Regions from separate parts of the Danio rerio genome. Here region 1 is linked to region 2. Evidence: chromatin contacts called from public Hi-C data. All regions are on one chromosome and are shown on one strand. The core of a region is the stretch at or near the end of the contact, and the rest is flanking DNA. Distances in the headings are between cores, read along the strand shown. Region 1 holds the start of zcchc7 (zinc finger, CCHC domain containing 7). Region 2 overlaps zcchc7 (zinc finger, CCHC domain containing 7).

Region 1 (5,373 bases), core at 2,517-5,016, 83 kb after region 2:
CGAAATCATTTTAAATTATTAAATAAGGCTGGGTCAATAAAACGGTATCAGTATTTACGGACCGAACACTATTGTCAATAAAAAAATCTTTATTTACAATTTTATCGTCAATAAAAAAAGTTTGGTATGAAGGCCATAGTTTTATCAAATGTGTCTGTTGAGCGCACACCTTGGAAGGAATCCCAATAAGCTTAGGGTTATTTCCACAGCTTGCGCACAAAAATAGGGAGCGACGCACACATGGTTAGAAAGTGGTGAACACATGACGCACTCGCATTTTCCAGGTGCACCTAGTTGAAAACATCTCAATTTTCCAGAATGTCATCGAGAGATGCCAGGGAAGCACAAGTGCAAATCGCATTAAAAATAGTGAAGGAATCTACGCGCCTCACACTTTTCACATGCTTTTAGACACAATATGTGAACCCAAATACGACATCGCCACCTCAGGTCACAACAACAACACACACAAAAATTGTGCAAAAAGTGTCTAGCAACAGTGAGGAGATTGTAAGTAAAAACAGATGTAATGATGTCGCCAGAGTGGCTTTTTGATTTCTTATCTTGTGCATCCCAGCCACTAGCTCCCTATCTGAAAGATTTTTTTTTAGCATAGGGGTATCGTAGTCATTCAACTTCACAATTGGTATTTTTGCAATATGCATTTGAATAATGGTGGTTAGTTACTTTACTTGAAAGCTCAGGTTTTATTATTATATTTTTTTGTTTACAGAGTATGAGGTTTACTGTAATTATTATTATAGACATTTTGTTGATCTAATTTCAACTTTGCTCTGATTGTTCATCATTTACACTTTTTTTAGTGTTTACATTTTGCTAACAACTGGGATACACTGTTAAAATATTGGGCGCCACTGCCACAAAATTCCTAATAAAATATCCCAACCGCAAGTTAACCTAATTATTTTTACAAATTTAAATGAACTGAACATAAAACAATTAGGTGTACCCCATAAGAATTGTGTTTATTCATCTTATTTTAAATAAGTAGTTTGAACAAGCAGCAAAAATCCTCTTTTTTTGGTGTTTTTTTGAATGTATGACACCTGTTTGGAAAATTACAATTAAATTTGGATTTTGGGAATACACTTTAATTCTCAATTAGTGATTTGTTGTGTTGCTAAATATTCAGTTTCCTTGTTGTAAACTTGCCAAATAAATAAATGTATAAATTAAAATAAATGTGTATGATAAAAATTAAACATTTTAATGCAACAAAAATGTTTTTGCTGCATATTTATTGTTTTGATGCTTTTTGAACATTTATAAATTATAATTAATATTAAATAGAATAATAAGCATAAATATCTATTCCTTATTGATTGACTGACTGATATTTTATTCATTTTTTTTTTACTTAGTCCCTTTATTAATTAGGGGTCGTCACAGCGGAATGAACCACAAACTTATCCAGCACGTTTTACGCAGCAGATGCCCTTCCAGCAGCAACCCATCACTAGGAAGCACCCATACACTCATTCACACACACTATGAACAATTTAGATTACCCAATTCACCTGTAGTAGCACATGTCTTTAAACTTGTGTGAGGGAAACCGGAGCACCCAGAGGAAACCCACACGCCGCCCACTAATATTTTATCTTATTCAAAAATAATATTAATAACAATGTTTTATTTAAAAATTTTTGCAAAGTAAAACATTTTAAATCCTAAATCAATTCATGATTTATTATTAACTATTTTCACATCATTGCACACTATACACGCGTCATTTAAAGCCCACTGTAAACTCAACAGCCTTAAAATCGCAAATGCTTAAATTTTTTTCTTTACTTGAATCTGTAATTACAAATGATTGTGAGAAGTAGAAATAACATATAAAAAGAAACTACAATACACCTTTATATATTTTTAATGAACACATTCCGAGAGCAAGTTAAAGTAATGGTATTATGTAATGAATTACAGTGAGCACTTAAATGCTTTCACTTTAGTCCTCTTAAGAGTATGACAAAGCTTACAAGCTTTTTTCAGCAACAGGGCTGCCCAATATATTGTAGATTTATCATTATCAAAATAATAGCATATGCGCCAAGATTTTGTGTTGCATAAATAAGTTGTTTATCCAAATTTGGCCAATCAAATGGGGCCGTATTACATTTCAACCTGCTGTTATGCTGACCATTGTGTTTTCTCAATGTTTGCACCTTCACAGTTTTTATTAGCCTATAAGATAATTGATTATCTTATTATGATTATTACATTAATAAACATAAATAAAATTTGTCAAGAGACATGTTATAATCACAAACAAAATCACTGTAAGAATATTCAACAAAAATAACGCATGATGCATATATTTACTATATCTTGCTGAAATAGTCTGCATGATACAAAAACATCTGCAGATTTATTTGGGAACTCTACATTTGTTATAATTATTTTATGCAGTATATATAAAAGCTAAAGAAAAAAAAGACTAGGAACTAAACACAAATGTATTTTACTTACTCTCCAAAAACATAAAAAAAACAAAGATTAACAATACACAATATTGTTCTCATCATATGTTCAACACTGAGGTAAAGTTGGTTTTATATTCACATATTAATATGTGTTATAATAACTTATATACTCTATATAACTGTCCCCTAATTGTTTACCCAGCTAAGTACTTTGAATATTCTATCTGAAATCGCATGCAAGTATGACTTTAAAACAACATGAAAACTATTTAATTGAATGTAAACAATGATGTATTTTAAAAGTTATTGGCTGCTAATCTGATTTTCCTATTCAGAATTTAATAATACTTTTCTGAAATTATATTAAGGAAAATTTCAGAATATGCAAATATAAAACCAACTTAATTATTTACTTAACTTTATTTAATATGTTCAACCACCATAAATGCTAATCAAACTTACAAACAAATGCTCTAGAGCTTTCGTGACACACTTGAACAGCTTATATGAGACCAATTTAAAACAGTATAACGTACATACACTACAGTCCCTCGAAAGTGATGTTTACATGTATAACGTGGCCATAACATACATGATCTCTGTTTACAAAGCAAAGTAATATGACATAAACATAACGTTTAGTTTGGTCACTGTCAGATTATTTTACGAGTATTCGAGGACAAATATTTTGACATACTAGTATAACAATAACATTTTTATCTGTTTGTTTGTTTGCATATTTGCACAAAAGCATGTAGTTGAAATGGAGACTGTTTGACAACACCACATTAGTCCTAGACAGAGATTTGTGTCCTCAAATCCATAAAAACAATTCCAAAAAACATAAACTCATCTGATTTAACACATAAACAACACCACAGTGAATTGACACTATGCTAACTGAAAAGCTAAAGCACCCAATAAAAACCAACAACGTCAGACCATCCGCAACACTAAATATCTGCATAAAACCAGCAAGTCAACAAAACACTTGTCCTTCAACAACATTAAATGTACGCGGATATATATTTTACACGAATCTGACAAGCATGTGTTAGCTTCAGTGCTAGAAGTGCTGCTCGGAGACCCACGTGTGTTCACGTACACATGGACGCCGGCTGAGACGCGTCGCATTACTACTACACGGACACGGCGTCGTTTAAAAACATTTATAACCTCAGCTACATCAAATGGCACGTTTGAACAGGTTTACTACCAGACTGATTAAAAATCTGACCTGTTTATAAATTCCGATTTGCAACACGGGACACTACTGGCTTCCGGACTCCACAGGAACATGAAATGGTTGGCCAACTATTCGTCATCCCTGGGAAAAATGAACTAAATTTAGCACAAGCATCGAAAATTAGTGACTCTGAATATGAGGATTGTTTTAAAAAACTACAACTATGTCTGATCGTGGTGTTAATAGGAGAGCATTTGGAATATGAATTGTTCTTACTTGTATTTTCTTTTATACAAGATAGAATAAGAGCCAGTGGTCCCTGAAATGTAACCTACTGTAGGCATGAGAAAATTTTACAGAGTAGATAAAAAATTTACTAAATTTGATTCATTGTCATGAACATTGATACACGTTTAGCTTATTTTGCTATTAATAGCCTAATAATAATAATGTTTTGTCACTATTGGTTTTTAACAATGGACAATATAGTACAAAAAACTTCTTAAAAACAAAACAAGAATGATATAATTATGTACATAGAAATAGAAATAAATATGTGACCAGAAAATATAAGAACATAACATTGTTTCCTAACAAATATGAAATATGAGAACAAGTGCTCATATATTAAAATACATATTATGTGTATTGTAACTTTTTTTCAGCTCCTTCACTGTTACAAAAAAAAAAAAAAAACTTTTTAAACATATTTCAAACAATAATTTCATGACATATCAAAAGACTTAATTTAACCCCTCAACTTTCATCTCACATTTAGGTGAAGGAATAAGGAGTAAAGTTAAAAGGTAAGGATCTTTTTTTATTACACTAACCTGAGTTTTACCCTTAAAAGTAATTTATGTAAAATAGATTTACCCTCTATAGCATTTTATTGTTTCAAATTATTTAAAACAATAATTCAAAACTCTGCTTTCTATATAAAATAAATATATTAAATTTAATTTGATGCATCTCTATGTTCCCAACTTTTAAGTTCACATCTGAAATAAAAAGCCAACATTGTTACTTCTTGTAGAAGTATGTGGTTTAATTGAAATTTCATTCATTTATTAATCTTCTTTTTGGCTTATTCCCTTTATTAATCTGGGGTCGCCACAGTGGATTGAACCACCAACTTATTCAGCATATGTTTTGCGCAGCGGATGCCCTTCCAGCCTAACCCAACACTGGGAAACACCCATACACTTTTGCATTCACACACATACACTACGGCCAATTTATTCATTCATTCATTTTCTTGTCGACTTAGTCCCTTTATTAATCCGGGATCACCACAGCGGAAAGAACCGCCAATTTATCCAGCAAGTTTTTACGCAGCGGATGCCCTTCCAGCCGCAACCCATCTCTGGGAAACATCCACACACACATTCACACACACACACTTATACACTACGGACAATTTAGTCTACCGCATGTCTTTGGACTGTGGGGGAAACGAGAGCACCCGGAGGAAACCCACACGAAGGCAGGGAGAACATGCAAACTCCACACAGAATCGCCGACTGAGCCGAAGTTCGAACCAGCAACCCAGCGACCTTCTTGCTGTGAGGCGACAGCACTACCTACTGCCCCACTGCCTCGCCCACAGCCAATTTACATTATTTAATTTATATACCGCATGTCTTTGGAATGTGGAGGAAACCAGAGCACTTGGAGGAAACCCATGCGAATACAGGGAGAGCATGCAAACCCCACACAGAAATGCTAACTGACACAGCC
Region 2 (6,294 bases), core at 1,414-3,913:
TTTCAATAGATGGTGCTGTAAGTCCATCACATCCACAACACATTCACGTAAAGGTTTGCAAGCTACATATTTGCTTCCAGTTTCAATATTTGCACGGGCTGATTCCAGACCTTTTTATCTCCTGATGGCACAAGGTGTAACTAAAATGTACTATCTATTGGCAAACCATCATCTATAGTGAATAAAACTATTTCCTATAACCTTGAATTCACCACAAGGTTTTTGAACCACATCTGGCTCCATTGTGTGGTGTTAGAACTACTGAATGAAATCCAGAAATGTTAATTCGCCCCTTTCTTTATTATCTGTTCTAAATAAACTATTCCAATGATTTGCCCTGTTCAAATTGATCACCCAGAACTTAAAAACTGTATATTCCTCATACATTTCACTTATGCTAATGGTTCAATTAAATTTCATTACGGTGTGAAGGATTACTAGGCTGATCAGTTTGAGGAAAGGAGGATTTTATAAAGAAGTTTTAAAAATGGTAATTGCTCACCAATATCCTCTTAAAAGGTTTGAAATCCGTATCCCCTTCAGACTTAAAATATCTGAACCAAAACATAAAAGCTCTGTAGTGTCGTGCTAAATGCACCTAGCATCACAAAATATGTGTTCAACTGTGTGTGTGTGTGTGTGTGTGTGTGTGTGTATTAAAACATGATTAAAACTAAATAAGTGAGAGTTGATTCTTAAGTTTTCAAAAAATAGACACTTGATTTTGGGAGTTAATAGATTTCTGTACTCCTGCATCAAACAATGTCTTAAAAAAAGGATAAGCTGAATAGATTTTAAAACATTAGGTTTTATACACTCACTGACTTATGCTACACTGAAAAAAAGGATGTCTGCAAAACTGTTGCAAACAATTTAAATGGGTTGAATTTAAACAAATTAAATGTCGTAATGTTCAATTTAATTTGTTTAAATTCAGCACAAAATAAATGCTTTACACTTAACCTAAAATGAATTGTACATACAAGGTATCATCTTTTAATCTTTTTTTTAGTGTCTAAGGATCACAAACTGCCAGATATTTGTTGTGAACATAAATTTTCACAGACAGATGCTCTTTGTTGCTGTATACACTGTAAATGCTTATATGCTCAAAAAATTTAAAGTGTTCAGTATGACCTGACTTGTTCAGAATGATCGTCAAAAATAAATAAATAAATAAATAACACATTGGATAATTTACTGTGAAACTGTAAACTACACTGTAAAATATTTGACCTTAAATTTACAATAAAGTACTGGCTAATAATTGCATTACTTTAACAGTAAGGTACTGTATGTAAATTCACAGTAAATTACTGTGAGGTACTTCATAATAACAATATTTCTGTAAATATTTATAAATATTAAAAAGTGGAGTGGTGTGATATAAGGCTGTAATATGTCCCCAACCTCCCGCAATCCCTAACCCCAACCCCAGAACCATTCAAATACAGTGTTATAGTATAATCTGATGGGATAAAATGTCAGGACACAGGAACAGCAATAAAATTAGCATCTTGAATCTAAAATAACTCTTGGTATAAAAATAGTTCTGTGAAAGAAAAAAGTCAAAATTGCAAGATATAAACCATGAATCTATGACAAAAATTGTAACATTTTGAGAAAAACATTATTTGTCAGCTATTTGTGAGCTATAAAAAAAACTCAATACAAAATTCATTATTGATAGATATAAAAAAATAACAACTTGGTGATACAAAATTTTGAAGAAATAAAGATCAGAAATGCAATATATATGCATTAAATGTGGAAAAAATAATAACAGAGTATATACAGGAATCAGAGAGTGATATTCAATACCTTTTAAGACCTTTTTTAAGACTCTTTCCATACATTTTAAGACCTTATAACCACTTTAGGTTTCAACCGGGAAACACTGGCGAGATTTTAACTTACAGTATATTTACTAAATGTTAATGTAAGAAAGTAATCCAAAACTAAAACATTGTTCATATACTGAATAAAAATCTACTAAATCTAAATAATTAAGCAGGTTAGCGCCTACAGAACTGCAGATATAATGGCAGTGCCTTGGTTACTGCAGTAAACAAAGCAGTATTTTATTGATTTCATAAACTACACAGCATCCTGATAGTCACAGAAATTAAAAATATATATATAATTTAATATTTTGCCATTGTTAATACTTTTTAAGGGCCTTAAATTTCTTTACATTGATTTATCCATTTTTGATGACTTTTTAAGGCCCGATGGACACCATAAATAACTGCAAGAAAGCAGTATTATAAATTATTATACTATAATATAAAGTATAAGTTTGCTATACTAGGCTAGATTAAAAAAGTTATAAACAAAATATTCTGGGTGGGGAAGCATTAGTTCTTAAATACAGTTGAAGTCAGAGTTTTTTTTAAACCCCCTGACATATTAACCTCCTAACTACGCAGGTTAGGGTAATTAGGCAAGTTATTGAAAAACGATGGTTTGTTCTGTAGACTATCGAAAAAATGTAGCTTAAGGGGCTAATAATTTTGACTTAAAATGGTGTTTAAAAAATTAAAAACTGCTTTTATTCTAGCCGAAATAAAACAAATCCGACTTTCTCCAGAAGAAAAAATGTCATTAGACATACTTTGAAAATTTTCTTGCTCTGTTAAACAACATTTGAGAAATATTTAAAAAAGAAACAAAAATTCAAAGGCGGTGTAAAATTCTGGTTTCAACTGTGTATACTGTTCATTTTTCGGAAAAAAAAATGGAATTACAAAATAAGAACTCTATTTTGATAAAAACTCTATTTGCAAGTTTATGTGAATCGTGATAGAAATGTACAATTTTGAGGAAAGAAAAAAAGTCAGGATTGTAAAATTCTCAAAAAAAAACAAAAAAAAACTCAATTTTGAGAAAAGTCTGAATTCTGAGATGTAAACTCATTTTGAAAAAAGTCAAAATTGCAAAATATTAACCCAAATTTGTGATTTTTCCTTTTCATCCTGTGGCAAAAACTGCCTTCCAAAAAGAGAAATATCGTTGCATCATATTAGTTCCATATGTAACATTGGTCCAATAAAACTTTCACTCTTTGCATAGTAGCTTCTGCGAACACTCGCACTTCTCTCTGTCAGTCTCCTTTGGGTTTTGTGGCAAACTTAGAGTTGAGTGGTTGTTTGTTAGTAAAGACAGGTGCAGGCCTCACCCCACCACACACACACGCACACGCACACACACACACACACACACACACACACACACACACACACAAACACACACACACTTGCACTCACGCGCACACACACACACAGTATAAACAGACCCAGTAGAAAGGGACTGGTCTGACAGAATGCCTTTTCACACCTGACTGGGCCTAGCATAGGGCGACAGGCCAGAGCTCCCAAAGCACGACACACGCGCACACACACATGGGTATCTGTACTGTATTTAACTTTGAGCCCTCTAGACTCCAGGATAGTTTAAAGGCCTTAAAGACCGTCTGTTGAGGGTGACTCAATTTAAGTACCTACACACACAAACAGAACCAGGGCAGGACCCAGAGGATGAAAGTAATGCACAAGCAGATGGACTCAGCCCAGCAGAACCAAGTGGACCTGTAGGAAAGCATCACACACTCTTTTAAAACCCTTATAAAGCCTGCAGACCCGGGCGACAGTCAGCATATGTTGTCCATGGTCAGGCACTGACACAGGCTAAAAACAGCAACTCACTTTAACAGCAAAAAAACCTGAAGCTGAACAAAACAACTGTGCAAATATTTTTCACTTCAAAAACTGATAGTAAATTTTACAATAAATTATTATAAGGAAATTGCTAGTAACACACTAAAATTATGAAAGGTAAATAAACATAATTACCATCAATATGCCAGAATTATTACACACAAAAAAACTTTTAATATGCAATCTCTTTTGAACTGTTTTCTTTCTGTTTGCTTTAAAGAGACATCTAAAACCTTGTGAATTTCTGTTCATCTTACCATCTGATGTGTTTTGTAAAGAAATTTCAATAATTCAGAAGTTTTGTAAAAGGACAAACGGTCTAATAAAAAATATTTAGTCAGTAAATAATAAACCATTTTTGTTACCATACTGGGCATATATACAGTAGTTCAATATGGCAAAAACACAACAAGCATGCTCTGCGGTGTTTAACTTTGGAAAAGTTTACACAAAATAATAGGTTTGTTCATTCTTTCTTACTTTTTCTTTAGTTTCTTTCAATCTTTTTTTGTTTATTCTTTTTCTTTCTTTATTTCATTCTTACTCTCGTTATTTTTTTCCTTTGATTTTTCTTCATTTTGTTCTTTTTTGTTCTTTCTTTCGTTCTTTTATTCTTTCTTATGTTTGTTCGTTCTTTCTTAAATCTTTTCTTTCTTTCTTTCTTTCTTTCTTTCTTTATTTCTTTCTTTCTTTCTTTCTTTCTTTCGTTCTTTCTTTCATTCCTTCTTTCTTCGTTTGTTTTTTTTTCATTCTTTTAATCTTTTTCATTTGCTTGTTTGTTCTTTCTTTTTTTGTTCCTTCTTTCGTTTGTTCGTTCTTTCTCTCGCTCTTTCAATTGTTTGTTCTTTCTTTTCTTTCTTTCTCTCTTTCATTTGTTTGTTTGTTCTTTCTTTTCTGTTCTTTCTTTCTTTCTCTCACTTGTTTTTTCTTTTGTTTTCTCTCTTTTTCTCTTTCGTTCGTTGGTTCTTTCTCTTTCTTTCATTTCTTTTTCTTTCGCTCTTTCTTTCCTTTTCTCTCTTCTTTCTTTCTTTCTTTATTCTTTCTTTCTCTTCTTCGTTCTCTTTCTTTTTAGTTCTTTTTCCTCTCTTTCTATATTTCTTTCTCTCTTTCCTCTTTGTTCTCTTCAAGTGCATACAACATTTTCTCACATTTTTACAAAAATCTTTTAAATGTCAACTTCTTAATATTTTACCTAGACAAGCTAAAAGCTCTTACGTAGTACCAAAAAGCAAAAATAAATAAATAAATAAATAAATAAATAAATAAATAAATAAATAAATAAATAAATAAATAAATAAATAAATAAATAAATTTAAGGTAAGTTATAACTTGTTGCCAGTTCTTTTTTTCATTCTGTCAAATCAAGAATTGTGGATGATCTTCTTTTGACCTGATGTGGTGTTACAATGGTGCTCTGAGTGAGGTTTATCAAAATAACTTGGTTTTTGCTCACATTTCTTTTTCTTTTTCTCTTTCTGTTTTTTGTGAGTTAATTGATTAAATAATGTATTAATATTTTTGCAATGCAGTGTTGTTAAAATCAAACTTTCTTTCTTTTTCTTTCTTTCTTTCTTTCTTTCTTTCGACTTTAAGTGGAAATTATTAAATGCTATATACAGATTATTGTAGTACATAACACCATATTGCAGTTTCCATGTTGTACATTAAAGTAATGTGTGATATTAATTAAATGCATGTACATTGAGATTGGGGTTTATATAAGAGTGTTAAGGATAAAGAATAGTTTAATGTCATTATTACAGTGGACATAAGTAACAATAAAAAAAGTTATAAACTGTATATAAAATCAGCTTAGTTAAAAAAAAAAAGAATTGTATGCTTCAATCTAAATTATGCATATACTGTATGTACGCACAAAACCATGCAAAAAGAGACACCCAAAACTGATGTTTAATTCTAAAATTGTCTGAGAAGATTTCCTCTACGATCAAAAATCTAAATATTGTGATTAAGAGAATTAAACTAAAAATATCAAAATAAATGTTTTACTTGCTTGTACATTTTAGCATTATTCTTTCATTCATGTCAAAACAATTGCAACAATTTATAAAAAACTCAGGAAATTTTCTTTTAACACTGAAGAAAGGACTCATAAAGCTGAGAAACGGTGAAACTGAGAACAATTCTTTAAGACTTTTAACCTTCCACAAAGCTCTTTAACAGCCCCGGAGGCAACATTTTCCTTTCTTTTTATTCTCCCTTCGTTCTCTTCACTCTGCCACCCCGCGCACCAGGCTAGCGCTAACGATCTGGCCTTTTCATTAGGCAGGCTAGCTAATTAGACTGTGTGTGTGTGTGACGGGTCGAGTGACTGCTTGGCGCAGCGCGATGCTGGCAGCCCATTTCATGCTTTATCACGTCTTTTAATTGACAAACAACCTGCTCTTTTCTCTTAGGCTGAGGTCTATATTCCAGGAGTCTGTATGTGTGTGTGTGCAGATGTTTTAGCGCCCCTTGACGTTTAGCTGTGTGTGTGACTGTCACATGCCTTTTCACCCTGCTGGATCTTTGGGGAGAAAATGCTCACTGAGTTTGCCAATTAACCACTTTCAGATTG

What was found. A called contact is a pair of places that touch in the nucleus more often than the background predicts.
Region 1: a contact with region 2 is called in a Hi-C map of an unstated tissue, with 2.3 times the contacts expected there. The contact joins the promoter of zcchc7 here to the enhancer-like site in region 2. A contact is called at or near these places in 3 of 18 Hi-C or Micro-C datasets (caudal fin, embryo and an unstated tissue) and 1 of 4 datasets of contacts at active chromatin or transcription factors (gastrula embryo).

The regions. Positions count from the first base shown.
Region 1 is chr1:23,283,764-23,289,136 of GRCz12tu, forward strand. It overlaps zcchc7 (zinc finger, CCHC domain containing 7), which reads right to left and starts at 3,767. Exons shown (of 9, transcript NM_001301358.3): 1 at 3,685-3,767. The coding sequence starts at 3,746.
Region 2 is chr1:23,201,383-23,207,676 of GRCz12tu, forward strand. All of the region lies in intron 6 of zcchc7 (zinc finger, CCHC domain containing 7), which reads right to left. Among named protein-coding and RNA genes, the nearest start is that of adamtsl7, 34 kb to the left of the region's middle. Within about 2 kb of position 2,664, at least 4 of the 62 cell types and tissues checked have an H3K27ac peak or open chromatin away from gene starts, as enhancers often do.